Linked DNA regions of Mus musculus: regions 1, 3 and 4 are each linked to region 2. A link is a contact called in public Hi-C and HiChIP or PLAC-seq data. All regions are on one chromosome and are shown on one strand. The core of a region is the stretch at or near the end of the contact, and the rest is flanking DNA. Distances in the headings are between cores, read along the strand shown.

What was found. Hi-C and Micro-C count contacts between places; a contact is called where the count stands out from the background. HiChIP or PLAC-seq counts read pairs in DNA pulled down with a chosen protein or histone mark.
Region 1: a Hi-C map of conventional dendritic cells shows a contact between it and region 2, with 6 times the contacts expected there. The contact joins two enhancer-like sites. A contact is called at or near these places in 4 of 484 Hi-C or Micro-C datasets (bone marrow-derived macrophages, conventional dendritic cells, liver and 1 more).
Region 3: a contact with region 2 is called in an H3K27ac HiChIP or PLAC-seq map of bone marrow-derived dendritic cells, with 4 times the contacts expected there. The contact joins two enhancer-like sites. A contact is called at or near these places in 3 of 484 Hi-C or Micro-C datasets (adipose-derived mesenchymal stem cells, bone marrow-derived macrophages and macrophages) and 1 of 115 datasets of contacts at active chromatin or transcription factors (bone marrow-derived dendritic cells).
Region 4: an H3K4me3 HiChIP or PLAC-seq map of bone marrow-derived macrophages shows a contact between it and region 2, with 4 times the contacts expected there. The contact joins two enhancer-like sites. A contact is called at or near these places in 15 of 484 Hi-C or Micro-C datasets (bone marrow-derived macrophages, cerebellum, cerebral cortex and 8 more), 8 of 115 datasets of contacts at active chromatin or transcription factors (bone marrow-derived dendritic cells, bone marrow-derived macrophages, embryonic forebrain and 2 more) and 3 of 9 other capture datasets (adipose tissue, liver and pancreatic islet).

What each region holds. Positions count from the first base shown.
Region 1 is chr17:81,711,231-81,714,288 of GRCm38.p6, reverse strand. The region is part of intron 1 of Slc8a1 (solute carrier family 8 (sodium/calcium exchanger), member 1); the gene reads left to right. Among named protein-coding and RNA genes, the nearest start is that of Slc8a1, 26 kb to the left of the region's middle. Within about 2 kb of position 1,703, at least 58 of the 459 cell types and tissues checked have an H3K27ac peak or open chromatin away from gene starts, as enhancers often do. A contact at or near this core is called in bone marrow-derived macrophages, conventional dendritic cells and macrophages, where this site is marked.
Region 2 is chr17:81,534,923-81,537,956 of GRCm38.p6, reverse strand. All of the region lies in intron 2 of Slc8a1 (solute carrier family 8 (sodium/calcium exchanger), member 1), which reads left to right. Among named protein-coding and RNA genes, the nearest start is that of Slc8a1, 200 kb to the left of the region's middle. Within about 2 kb of position 1,631, at least 45 of the 459 cell types and tissues checked have an H3K27ac peak or open chromatin away from gene starts, as enhancers often do. A contact at or near this core is called in bone marrow-derived dendritic cells, bone marrow-derived macrophages, conventional dendritic cells and 2 more, where this site is marked.
Region 3 is chr17:81,781,183-81,784,149 of GRCm38.p6, reverse strand. No RefSeq gene overlaps it. Among named protein-coding and RNA genes, the nearest start is that of Slc8a1, 44 kb to the right of the region's middle. Within about 2 kb of position 1,634, at least 26 of the 459 cell types and tissues checked have an H3K27ac peak or open chromatin away from gene starts, as enhancers often do. A contact at or near this core is called in bone marrow-derived dendritic cells, where this site is marked.
Region 4 is chr17:81,663,491-81,666,609 of GRCm38.p6, reverse strand. All of the region lies in intron 1 of Slc8a1 (solute carrier family 8 (sodium/calcium exchanger), member 1), which reads left to right. Among named protein-coding and RNA genes, the nearest start is that of Slc8a1, 73 kb to the left of the region's middle. Within about 2 kb of position 1,494, at least 13 of the 459 cell types and tissues checked have an H3K27ac peak or open chromatin away from gene starts, as enhancers often do. A contact at or near this core is called in bone marrow-derived dendritic cells, bone marrow-derived macrophages and microglia, where this site is marked.

The sequences.
Region 1 (3,058 bases), core at 454-2,953, 180 kb before region 2:
TCATCAAACTTATCATAAGAATTTCTAGATGGTTAAGGGAGCCAACTATACATTTCTCTTTCATGTTCAGCATAGACTTAATGACACCATGTAAAAATGTTTGGAGTATGTCATGTGAGGAAGAGAGCCTCCCTCTCTTTACAGGGGCTATAAAGTGTGTAGAATGACTTTTCAGTAGCCTAATACCATGCCAGCTCCTTGGGAATCTGGGGGACTGTTTTAATGGTGCTAGGTTAGGGCTTATTGGTCTGTGAGAACTCCGCTAGCAAGCCTTCTGATCCTCTTGCTAACTCTAAGTCCACAGACATAGAGACCCCGCTCAAATGGGAAGAGATGGATATTTGTTCTTTGGACTTTGTGCTTCTCCCTGCCCAGTACTCTCCAAACAAAGTGTCCTCAGTCCAAAAGTAAACCCAACATATTATCTATTCTTGCAGGCCCACCATCTTCAATAGCTCTGTAGGCACCCACTGGAGACAGATGGATCAGTTGCAAATCATTTTATATCTTTCTTGATTCCCAGATTCCCAACCATTCAGTATGCCACAGTATTGGTACTCAGGTGTAAGAAATAGAAGCTGCTCTGGTATCTTCAGAGGCTGATGTTAGAAAAGGGAGGAAAAAACCTTTATGTTGGTGATAAGGCATAGACAGAATCCTGGGAAGAGAACAGTCCTGTGCTTCTGCAGTGCTCTTGGAGGACTCAGTTTCCCATTCTCTACCTACTCTATGTGGCGTGCTCACTTTAAAGCAGAGGCATTTACTGTTTTGATTTACAAGGCTCATGCCATCTCTTCAGGTACAGAACACCTGAGGTGGCTTATTTCCTGGTTGTATAGACAGGGAACATGGACAGAGAGGAAACACTGCAATCATGATTCTCTTATAGATTACCGACAATGTGTCAACTTGCACAGGCTTGATCAGTTCTCTGAGTCCAAATTTCCTGTCCATGGCAAACTGACTCCATTACCTTCCAGAGGCCCATGCAACACTTGCCTGAGATAATGCCTACTCTATAACCAGTGCTCTTTCTCTCAGTCCACAAACAGCAGTTAGTATCATAGCATATTAGTGTAACCACAATAATTACTTTGTGTGATTGGCTTCCAAACCCAATATATTATCCTTCCTGGCAGGCTCATCATCTTTAATAGCTATGTAGAAACCCACAAAAGGCAGACAGATCAGTCCCAAAGCATTTTATAACTTTCTTGACTCTTACTAAAATATCACCATGAGTAGATATCTGGTGACTTAAAACTCCTACAACGCAAGCATGATTTGAAGAAATCTGACAATAAAATTAATAATAATAATAATAATAATAATAATAATAATAATAATTAGTTTGGTGGTACAAGGAAAGACCTCGGGTGAACCTTCAACAAGAGATATTTTAGGGTAGGACATACCAAATTATGAATTAGATTATTAGCTCAAAGCAACTCAGCTTTTTTCTTCTTCTTTTCCTCTCTCACCTGTTTTTGTTATATTACTTTAGAACATAAATGCAGATACAGATACACACACACACACACACACACACACACACACACACACACACACACACAGAGGCTGTTTTTAAGCAAAAGTGCTTTGTCATATGTGACTTCCCTTTTGTCTGTTAAAAGGGAACAGGCTCATTCCACTTGTCGGAAAAACAACCACAAATAGTGATCTTGGGAACCAGCCTTGCAGTCTCCTTTCCAGAACATCTGTTTTCACACCAATGAAATCAGAGGCTGAGACTCAGTCCTGAGATAGTATTAAGGGACTTGAATGTCCAAAACTCCACCCCATGGCACTTCCTTAGGATTTTACCCTCCCTCCCACCTTCCCTCCCCAGCTCTTGCAGCATATTGGTGGGAGGTGGATTATGAACTAAAAAGGCTTCTCTTTCTTTCATTTTGCCCACTAAAGGTGTCCCCCTTGTGGTAGCCAGGAAGGCTGGACAGACACTCTATCATATTGCAGGTCACACACCAATAACAAAGACCTTCAGCTTCCTGGTTTTTCCACCCTTTAACTGCTGTTGTTTCTAAAAGAAGTACTTTTATGTGAATGCTCATTCCTTTCTAAAAGTTAATGCTAAACTTAGCAGGAGATATGCAGTCAGCTGCCCTTAAACCTTTTAACCTCACTTGTCATTATTTTCTAAACTCTCTTTCCCTGGGACTAGCTGAATCTTTTTTTTTCCATAAAGGCCTATAGGAGATTAAGATGGTGTTATCTCTCCATTAACAATTTACTTATTGGACCTTGAAAAGGTGCTTGGGCATGAGCTAAGCTCTGGACAGCAGTGGGAAAACTGGTCTAGATCAGCAGATACTCCAAAAGGCTTCTTTCCTTGGTCGCCTCTCCCTGGAGTCCTAATAGACATCGCAGTAGTGAGAGTTGGGGGGTTTATTTACTTTTAAAGAAGCACCTGCAGATAGCTGCTGGTTCCCCTCTTTTGAGTCAAAACTAACCTGTTTCCTTCTGCTGTGTCTAAATTCCCACTTTTCTTCTCCAAAGCTATGGGAAAGTTAAGCTTCACAAAGCAGTCTGAAGGAAGCATTTTTTAAAAGGCAGCTCAGCATGGAGACAGATTGTTATAGAACAAAGTGAACTAGACTCAACTTAAGTGGAGAGCTGGAGAGAGGGGTAGGTTTTCTTCTGCTGTTCTCTATAAACAGTACAATGTCAAGGATACCTTGGGACAAACATGTGTAACCATCTACAATGTTTTAGTTCTCAGATATGAAAGGGTAAGTTCCAAGTGATAAGAAATGAATCTCTAATAGGATGGTGTCCAGAAAAGCCTTAATAAATGTTTGTTTATGTCATAGGTCATGAAACACTTGATAGCCCACAATGTTTCCTATGCAAAATGCATCTTAATTATATTATAGAAAAAACAGTGTAGATATTTAATAATACTAGGTCAAGTTGTAACAACTTCTTAATAAGGATTCACGCAACTGCTATTGAATTGGGTATGTTATATAAAATATATGAGAAGATATTAACACAGGATCTCATTTATGAGTCTTTGGGACATATTTTCCTGGCTCTT
Region 2 (3,034 bases), core at 382-2,881:
ATTCTCCAGCTGAAGGAACAATAGATAGGTGAAAGTTTATTATACTTTTTTCTTAAATGTATCCATTGTTATGCTCCTTGGTTTATGGGGATTGGTAAAGGACTTGTTATAGAAAAACAGAGGGATTCCTTCATTAAACTCCATTAAGTTAAAGCTGCTAAAAATAGCATAGGCAGTTTTCCAAGCCTATAACCAAATCTATTTATGAGAAGAAAACAGCCTAACAGTGTGGTTCCTAATAGGAGGGTGGACAGAAGGAGCAATCTATTGGACAAAGTAGTCAATTATTGTTTGATAAGTGTGTGCTATTTCTACCACCTACACACTGGCTAGCCTCTGTAAATAGAAAGACACTGTAGCCCTTTTAGAATATGCATTTACCAATATCTGTGTTCCCATGAAGCTCACACTTAAACCATGCATCTTCCTGTTGGTTTGGGACAGAATCATCCAGCTTGAATATTTCAAAACCAGAACCTATCCTCTGGTGTTGGGGATGAGTCATTAAAGATGCATTTATCCTGATTTTTTTTATCCGCAGATGCTACAATCAGAACACTTGCTGAGAAGTCGTTTTGGGCTTTAGAATTTGTATTCATATATGTTAAATAGCTTGAGAAAATATTTTTTCTAAACTTATATATGATTGGTATTAAGAAGATTAAGTCCTAAGCCGGACGTGGTGGCACATGCCTTTAATCCCAGCACTCAGGAGGCAAAGGCAAGTGGATTTCTGAGTTCGAGGCCAGCCTGGTTTACAGAGTGAGTTCCAGAACAGCCAGGGCTATACAGAAAAACCCTGTCTCGGAAAAAAAAAGAGATTAAGTCCTTAGATATATGAGTAAGAACCTGTTTTACACAAATTAGACACAAAACAATGATTTAATCTCATAATCTCAGGAGATCCAAACACATTGAAAAGTCTATTTTAAATTTCTTTCAGAAAACTACATAGAGATTAAAAAAATAAAACAAAAAACAAAAACTATCCCACTTTGTTCTAAGGTAAAGAGGACAGTCAAGCTACATCTTGATATGCAAAAGAGACCTTGCAAGTTTTTAGGTCTATTTGTTTAGATGTAGAACTCTGCTTCTTAGAGACTAAGAAATGTGATCCAAGCCATCCAGCAAGAAATGATCATTTATTGGAATACAAGTCGCCTTTGTCCAACCTCAGACAGTTATGGATCCTGTGTTCATATGTCATGCTCTGAACATGGGGATCCAGAATTGTGTGGGGAATGCTGTTTGCCGTTCTGGAGTTTGCTCCTGACGTCTGTGTCTGTCAGCATAGTTTCTAGCAGGGACAAGGGGAGTATCAACCCTCAGTTCAGTAAACACTTGAAAAAAAGCTCACTTTTCTTACAACTTTATAATTATAAATCTTATAAAACAGTAGAAGTGACACCAACAGTCCTATGAGAAGCCAAAGAGGAGGGGCAGGGTTCAGTTAAGTGACATCCATCCCCAAATGTGTGGGCGTCAGCCTGGCCTAAAGGGTTTCTAGAGCAATAGAAAACCATGAGTTTCTGTTTTCTCCATTTCTTGTTTTGTCAACTACCTCTGTGATTATGTGACTTGCTTTTGGTTGTCTTGTTCTGTAAAAAAGAGAAGTAAAAGAGTTTAGATTCAGGGAACGCATACCATAAAGGAGAAAGCGAAAGTTTAGGCTTATGCTAATTCAGTTTTACCCACTTCCCTGTGACTCACCAGGCTTCTGCAAACCTTTTGAGCATTCTGTACAGAAGCAGATTTTTGGCCTTCCCTAGTTAATTTTACAGCAAAAGTTTGAATTATATACATTATGGAATAAATTTTATATGCCACATATTATCTGAACATGTGGACAGAAGAAATAATAGGTATTTTAAGTGCACATTAACTACTCCTAGGGTTTCCACTCCTTGGTGTAGAAAATGTGTAATTTAACATCTAGCCAAGAGTCACATAGTTAATGGAGAGTTGAAAGAATCTACCAAGTCATAAATGGATTAAAAGAGAAAAATCTTCTCTAAAGTCTCATGAGGAGGTAGAAGTTGTTTAACTACATGACTTTGATATATCTTAATCCTGATAGGAGATTTTCACAGAAAGACCATTGGGTTTGTGTATAGCCCCTTCTCAGTAAGTACTCCCAAGTCACCTTAGGAGCTGGCCATCAGCCTTTATATATTGCATATCTCTGAACAAGGAGTTGTCCTTGAAAGAATGTGTGACAGACAGTCCTTCTTCTTCAGCCCTTGGCAATTTTTAGTTGAGAACGAAATCACCTTAAGCGTTTTGTTCCCCCTAGAACCATTTAATATTTTATGTCGCCATAGAGGAAGGAGAGATTGTGCTGCTGCTGATCGATCTGATGGATGACTGAGGAGAGTGGATGGAGGTGGATGGAGGTAGATGGAGGCCTGTCCTTTTTTCTTGACAAAACAGAATAAATTGCAAGATTACCTGGCTAAGACTCAGGGATGTACAAGTTCTATAGTACTCAAGTTTTCAAGATGGCTCCCAGGAACTAAGATGGCCCCCTTCTTGCCACCAGCACCTTTGTTTCCTCAGGCTGTTTCACGATCTTCCTTCCACTTCCTGCTCACAGTAGTGAGCTGTTTAAAAAGTTGCAGTAAAACAATTTACCCCCTTAAGACTTAATGAAAGCTACCTCATGGTTTAATGGATTTAGTAAGTACAGAACTGGTGGAGGGGCTAAGACCAAAATGGTTGTATTAGAAGAGGACTATCAAATTATATTTAATTTATAAGATGGTTTTTTTTATCATATTTTCACTATGTGGGACATAATAAAATCTAGTATCAATATTTCATGATTCACCACATTTGTGGTGCTATATTTTATTCTTGTAATCAAAATCATCCAGTGGGTTCTAAGGCTGCCCTTATCATGCATCACACATAGACAGCTTTATGGCACAGTACTAAATAAGTAATTAAAATGTGTATCTCCAGAAAGAATTTCCTCATTTCAATACTATTTATAGAGACAATTTTTTAAAAAATACATGTATCATCTCATAATGAC
Region 3 (2,967 bases), core at 385-2,884, 250 kb before region 2:
CTAGAAGATGGAGAGGTGTGTTCTGAAATGCTGTCTTTTGTACAAGACTGTAGCTATCACATTCATGAATTCATGCCAGCTGTGGTTCTTTCTGCACAAGACCTGTAAAAATAAAGTTAGCCATAATCTTGGCAGAGATGGGGTAGATGACTTCCACCACACATCCCTTTGTAAAGAGCTATTAGCAGCTGATTAGTGGAGAAAGAATAATCAAAAAGAAGAAGAAGAAGAAGAAGAAGAAGAAGAAGAAGAAGAAGAAGAAGAAGAAGAAGAAGAAGAAGAAGAAGAAGAAGAAGAAGAAGAAGAAGAAGAGGAAGAAGAAGAGGAAGAAGAATTGAAGTTAGAGTGTTAGAGTGGGGGAAGATGTGCAGATTAAATAGGAGGAGGAGGTGGAGGTGGGGTATATATGACTATATCTAGTTGTATTTCCATGAGAACTTCTCAAGAATAAAGGAGTAAGGTAGAAAGTGACTGAAGTGATGTATCTGAGCAACACAGCCACACATATAAACATGTACACAGACATACCACACATACAATGAAAATAGTAAAGGAGGGCAGATAGAGAAACTCACAAGATAAGATAAAATAGGTACTGTGGAAAATGATAATGTACATAGACTATAGCATGCGCAGACCTAACTGTGACACCTATTTCACACCCTCCACCCAAGGATCAGGGATCTATGTGGAAGAAGATTCAGAAAGATAATAAGTGCCAAAGGCCAGTCATGTCTGGTCTTAAAGAAATCATTTTTGTTTTGATTTATTGTTTTCTGGACACAACAGAACACATATGAGTTCACTGTAGTCATAAGACCTGTGCAAGTTCAAGACACACAGAATCCCAGCATGGGGCTTTTAGAGAGGAACAATGAACTACTGGTAACTGATAACTGTTGGGAGAGAATTTTAAAAATGCACCTGTGGAAGGAAGAATAAAAAACAGATATGAAGTTGTAAGAGAGACACAATGAAAGTAGATATGAGGAGGAGTTGGGAGGGGGATATGGGTATATATAATTGCATCTAATTGTATGCTTGAATGATTCTCAAGAATAAAGAAAAAAGGTTGAAAGTGGCTGAATAAAACAGCCAGTGACACTCTTACCTACACTCACACACAAACACACACACATGCATGCGTGCAGACACCACACACACAGAGACACGAATATGTACACAGATACACACACACACACACACACACACACACACACACACACACATATATATATATATATATATATATATGTATATATATGTATGTATGTATATATATATATATATATATATATATATATATATATCCACACACATGAATATCTACACAGACAAACCACATACATACACACACATGTACACAGACATGTAAATACACACACACACACACACACACACACACATACTTATACAGACATTCCACATATAATAATATCAAAGGAATAAAGGAAAGTAGGTTGAAAAGCATAGAAGATGTGATAAGATGGAGCATATGGAAACAGAAACGGTTAAGGAAACAGAGAAAGAGCAGAGCAGCCACAGTAACTGAGACACAGTAACAAGGATGAACACTGGTTTCTTCCCTGCACTGTGTGACTTGGACCTAGGGCCAGCTCTTGAGTCATCGTTCCTTCTGTTCACTTACCACAGGAAGGATGTGGCATGACGTAGCAGAATAATATGGCATGGTTATGAATACAGTCACCATCCAAAGGAACAGGAGACACAATCCAGGAGCTATTGATAATACGCCCAGAAGTATATACACTAATCTGTGGTCATTGATGTAGTCTTTCATACTTAGATGACCCAAGACAGTTGATGTTACAAGTAAACATATGTCAGCTGACGACCCATTAGATCCACCTTGAGAACTTTTATAGAAACCATAGGACTTTGCTCATTAGAGTCAGACTTATTCGATCTAAAATGGGAAATCAGAAGTCAGAAATGCACTTTTCACTAACCCCTAAATGACTAGAATGTGACTTGGTGTTGTAACTTCCTTAACAAGAGCATCTCACGCCTTGTGCCAGCAACCTTCCAGGCAGTTTAAGTCAGTGTGGCCTGATGCCTGGCATCCTACCTGCTACATGCACTTCTCAGAGAACATCATGGAATCTCTCCCTCACCACTGACATGGGGGTGTTTTTACTGAACAAAATCATCTTTATGAGTACGGGAACAAGATACAAGCTTCCCTGTTCATCTCATACTGCTGTGAGAAACCCCTTGCAATTCTGGAAATGCTGCTTTTGGAGAGGGAAAGAGATTTTCTAAGTCCTTCCACCCTACTTGTTAGACTGCAGTATCCCTAGTTGCCTATCAAAGCTTCCAGCGCGCTCCTGCTTCTTTAATCAAACCACCTTACAGAGTTCTTAAGTGAGTGACAGAGATTCCCAAAGACACGTTCAGGCACTCCTGATAGTAGTCCCAGAATAGAGATGTTGGGAATGAAGTAGTGGAAAGAATTCTGGAGCTCCATTTAGAAACTCAAAGCTTGGAACGTTTCCAAATGGTCTGACCTTGAGAAGGTCGTGTGACTCATGAGTGCCTGCATCTCTACCAAGGTGGGCATATTTAACCTTAGCCATACTTATCAGGGGTAGTGAACATAAGTAGTCACAGTTAGACATTTTACACTTTCAGAGTTTCAACACACATGGATAATTTTGTACTCTTTATTTTTCATATTCCTTTCCTTGAATACCTGATTCTTCAAGAACGAACCCCCAGACCCAGCTCTCTGGGGGCAGAAGAGTTTATGTGGACATTCAAGGAGCCCCAGCATAAGCAGGCTGCTTAGAACATGTAGCTGGAGATAAAGGGAGTGGCACCGACACAGAGAGGAATGAGACAACAGGCAAAACAGATCATGTATGCAAATGTATAGACCCATTGTACTTCCCAGAATACTTCTGCAGGTGGTTAAGAATATGTTTTTCATAAAGATACAAGCTTAAA
Region 4 (3,119 bases), core at 245-2,744, 130 kb before region 2:
CCACTTTTCCCTCTGAACAAAATGGTTCTGGCTCCTGGGAGATGTCTCTTAGATGTAGGGGAAGTAGATGTCAGGTGTTTTCCGACCCGTTGGGATAGACCAGACTCGGGAAATGTGAGCTTTCAGCTTTTGCCTTTGGGATTTTGATTTAAACTTAGGGCTAGTCCAGTGGGGCCTCATTAAATGCAGTAGGATTATTTCTCTCTCAATCTCTCTCTCTCTCTCTCTCTCTCTCTCTCTCTCTCTCTCTCTCTCTCTCTCTCTCCCTCTCTCTCCCTCTCCTCCCTCTCTTTCTCCTTCCTCTGGCAATCCCTCTCTTTCCCCTTCTCTATTCTTCCTCTCTCTTTCCTGCAGCCTCTAGCTTCTCATGTGTACATGTGCATCGTGTTGAAACTTTAAACTAACCATGGAGTAGTAGTGACAGCCCACTGTCTGATGTGGAGACTTCCAGGGTGAGTGCTTACTGTATGCTTTCACGGAAGGAGTTTAGAACACAAGTAGAGAGTGCCTTGATTTCACAGAGCTCACACTGCTCTCTTCCCTGGCAACTCTGTTTGGAATCTGATTGCTTCGCCCTCACATTTACACCTGTCCTTTGGTTTTTGGGTCCTTGGTGCTTCTAGTCCAGAATGCAACAAGAAGGTTCAAATTACAGGCATCCTTACTTCCTGCTCAGTTTTCAAAGAAGGAAGGGAATGTCCTGTCTGACAAGTGAAGCATGGAAACTCTTTTTGTGGCTGAGGGCTAGTGCATCATCTATAATAAGTTGTTTGAGTCTGGTAAAACATTCATGGGTTCAAAGCCTTTATCCACTGGCCAACATAGAATCTGAAACCATTAGTATGAAGGTCACTCATCTGAGTGAAGAATTCTGACCAAATCCCTAACAAAATGCAGAGGTATTGCTCAACAAAGAGGTACTATGTGTGAATCTACACAAACCATTAGTATATGTTAATATGTGAACATATACTATGTGTGAATCTACACAAGCCATTAGTATATGTCAATATGTGAACATATACTATGTGTGAATCTACACAAGCCATTAGTATATGTCAATATGTGAACATATACTGTGTGAATCTACACAAGCCATTAGTATATGTCAATATGTGAACATATACTATGTGTGAATCTACACAAGCCATTAGTATATGTCAATATGTGAACATATACTATGTGTGAATCTACACAAGCCATTAGTATATGTCAATATGTGAACATATACTGTGTGAATCTACACAAGCCATTAGTATATGTCAATATGTGAACATATACTATGTGTGAATCTACACAAGCCATTAGTATATGTCAATATGTGAACATATACTATGTGTGAATCTACACAAGCCATTAGTATATGTCGATTTGTGAATTTGAAAAGCTTTATGCAATCAGCTCTCAAAAAGTCCCGAGGACCTGGGACACAGCAAGACAAAGAGGAAGTGGAAGAGTTAAAACTGTGTTTCTGCCCACTGAATGCCCTCTTGAGACTGTTCTGATAGGGAAGCGTAGGGAGCCAAGGGCCTGGGAGCAGAGCTCTTGAATAAGAGGTCAGTCACCGGAGAGAAACCAGAAGCAGGCAAATGTGGATTCCTATACTAAGGTTTTACCCTGAAGCAACCTTTGGTTCTTTTCTTAAGAAGTTAGCCTTTGTAAGGCTTCTGAGAAATGGGCAAAGTATTTTCTCTAGAGCAGACTGACAGTCTCAAAATCCTGAAGGCGCTGTATTGTAACCTTTCCACCAGTCACCTAGACAACAGTTGCTCGATGCCAATTCAGATAAACAGTTCCCTGCACATTCAAGAGATCTTGGAAAAAATTAATGTCTCTATCAGAGGCTATCTTAAAAGATGGGATAATCACTCTGTAGATTCCATGCCATTGCAAACTAAGTTACAAATAATGTCTTTGCTGAATCTAATGTGAGATCAAGTCAAAACAGCAAGACAACCAGTGAGTGATTCACCACCTTCCACTAATCCAACCATGGTGTCTACTGAGCACTCAGGTTGTGTAAAAGACACATGGAAAGGCAAGCCATTTCACATTTGTTGAACACTTGTCATGTCATTATCTAGACAAGCTGGTATATATGTGTGTATGTGTGTGTGTGTGTGTGTGTGTGTGTGTGTGTGTATGTTTGTGTGCATGCATATGTATATGTATATATATGCACACATGCACACACATATGCATATATATACATATATATACATACATATACCTATTTGATGCTTCTAAGTGTCCAGCAAAGAAGCATAAAAATGCATTTAAAGGTGAAGACTATTGTGCAGTTGAATGACTTAGCTGTGGGTCAATAAAAGACTACAAAAGCCATGTTCTGGATTTAGTTCTTCTTGCCATGATCTCATAGATGAAATACCATGGCTGAGTAAGATAGGATCTGGACTGCAGAGGAAGGAGAAGCTTGGCCTCTGACCTCGTCGAGGAGAGGAAAGGGGATTTGGGGGTCATCACAAAGAGGTAAAGGGGTTTAGAAAACCAATAAGCTGAGTCATTTTGACCAAGTAAAACATGTTCTAAGCATTTTATGGCAAGGACAGCCATAGAACAATGTCATGAATGTCTCCATAGCACTTGATCTGCCCTGCACTCATTCAGGACTGTGTATGTACACTATAGAGTTGGGATCAATAGTAGCTTTCGGCATTTCCCAAATGCATTTTACACTGGAAGGTAAGATTCATCATGAAGTCACTGCAATGGTCAGAGGCAAGGAGAAAGGGTAGGCCACTAGTCAATGCACTTCTTGGTTTACTTTTTACTTGGTTTTAGAGATAAATTCTCACCATGGAGCCCAAGGGACTCCATACCCCTTGAAGTCTCCTACCTGTGCCTCCAGATTCCTGGGATTTTAGGTATGATGCTACACTGGGCATCCCTTGGTACACTTTAGGTAGTTTATTTATCATTGATGGCTCTCATGCATTCTCCTCTGCACACCTCACTAACACACAGGACTTAGGGCCTCTTTCTGGTTGTGTTCATTCCTTAGTATAGAGTATCCAAGCCTCATAGCAGGTTTCGGTCATCAGGCTGCTTATTCTGCTCCCAAAGTGACACTTGCTTTGTAGACTTCACTATAGGTGGCA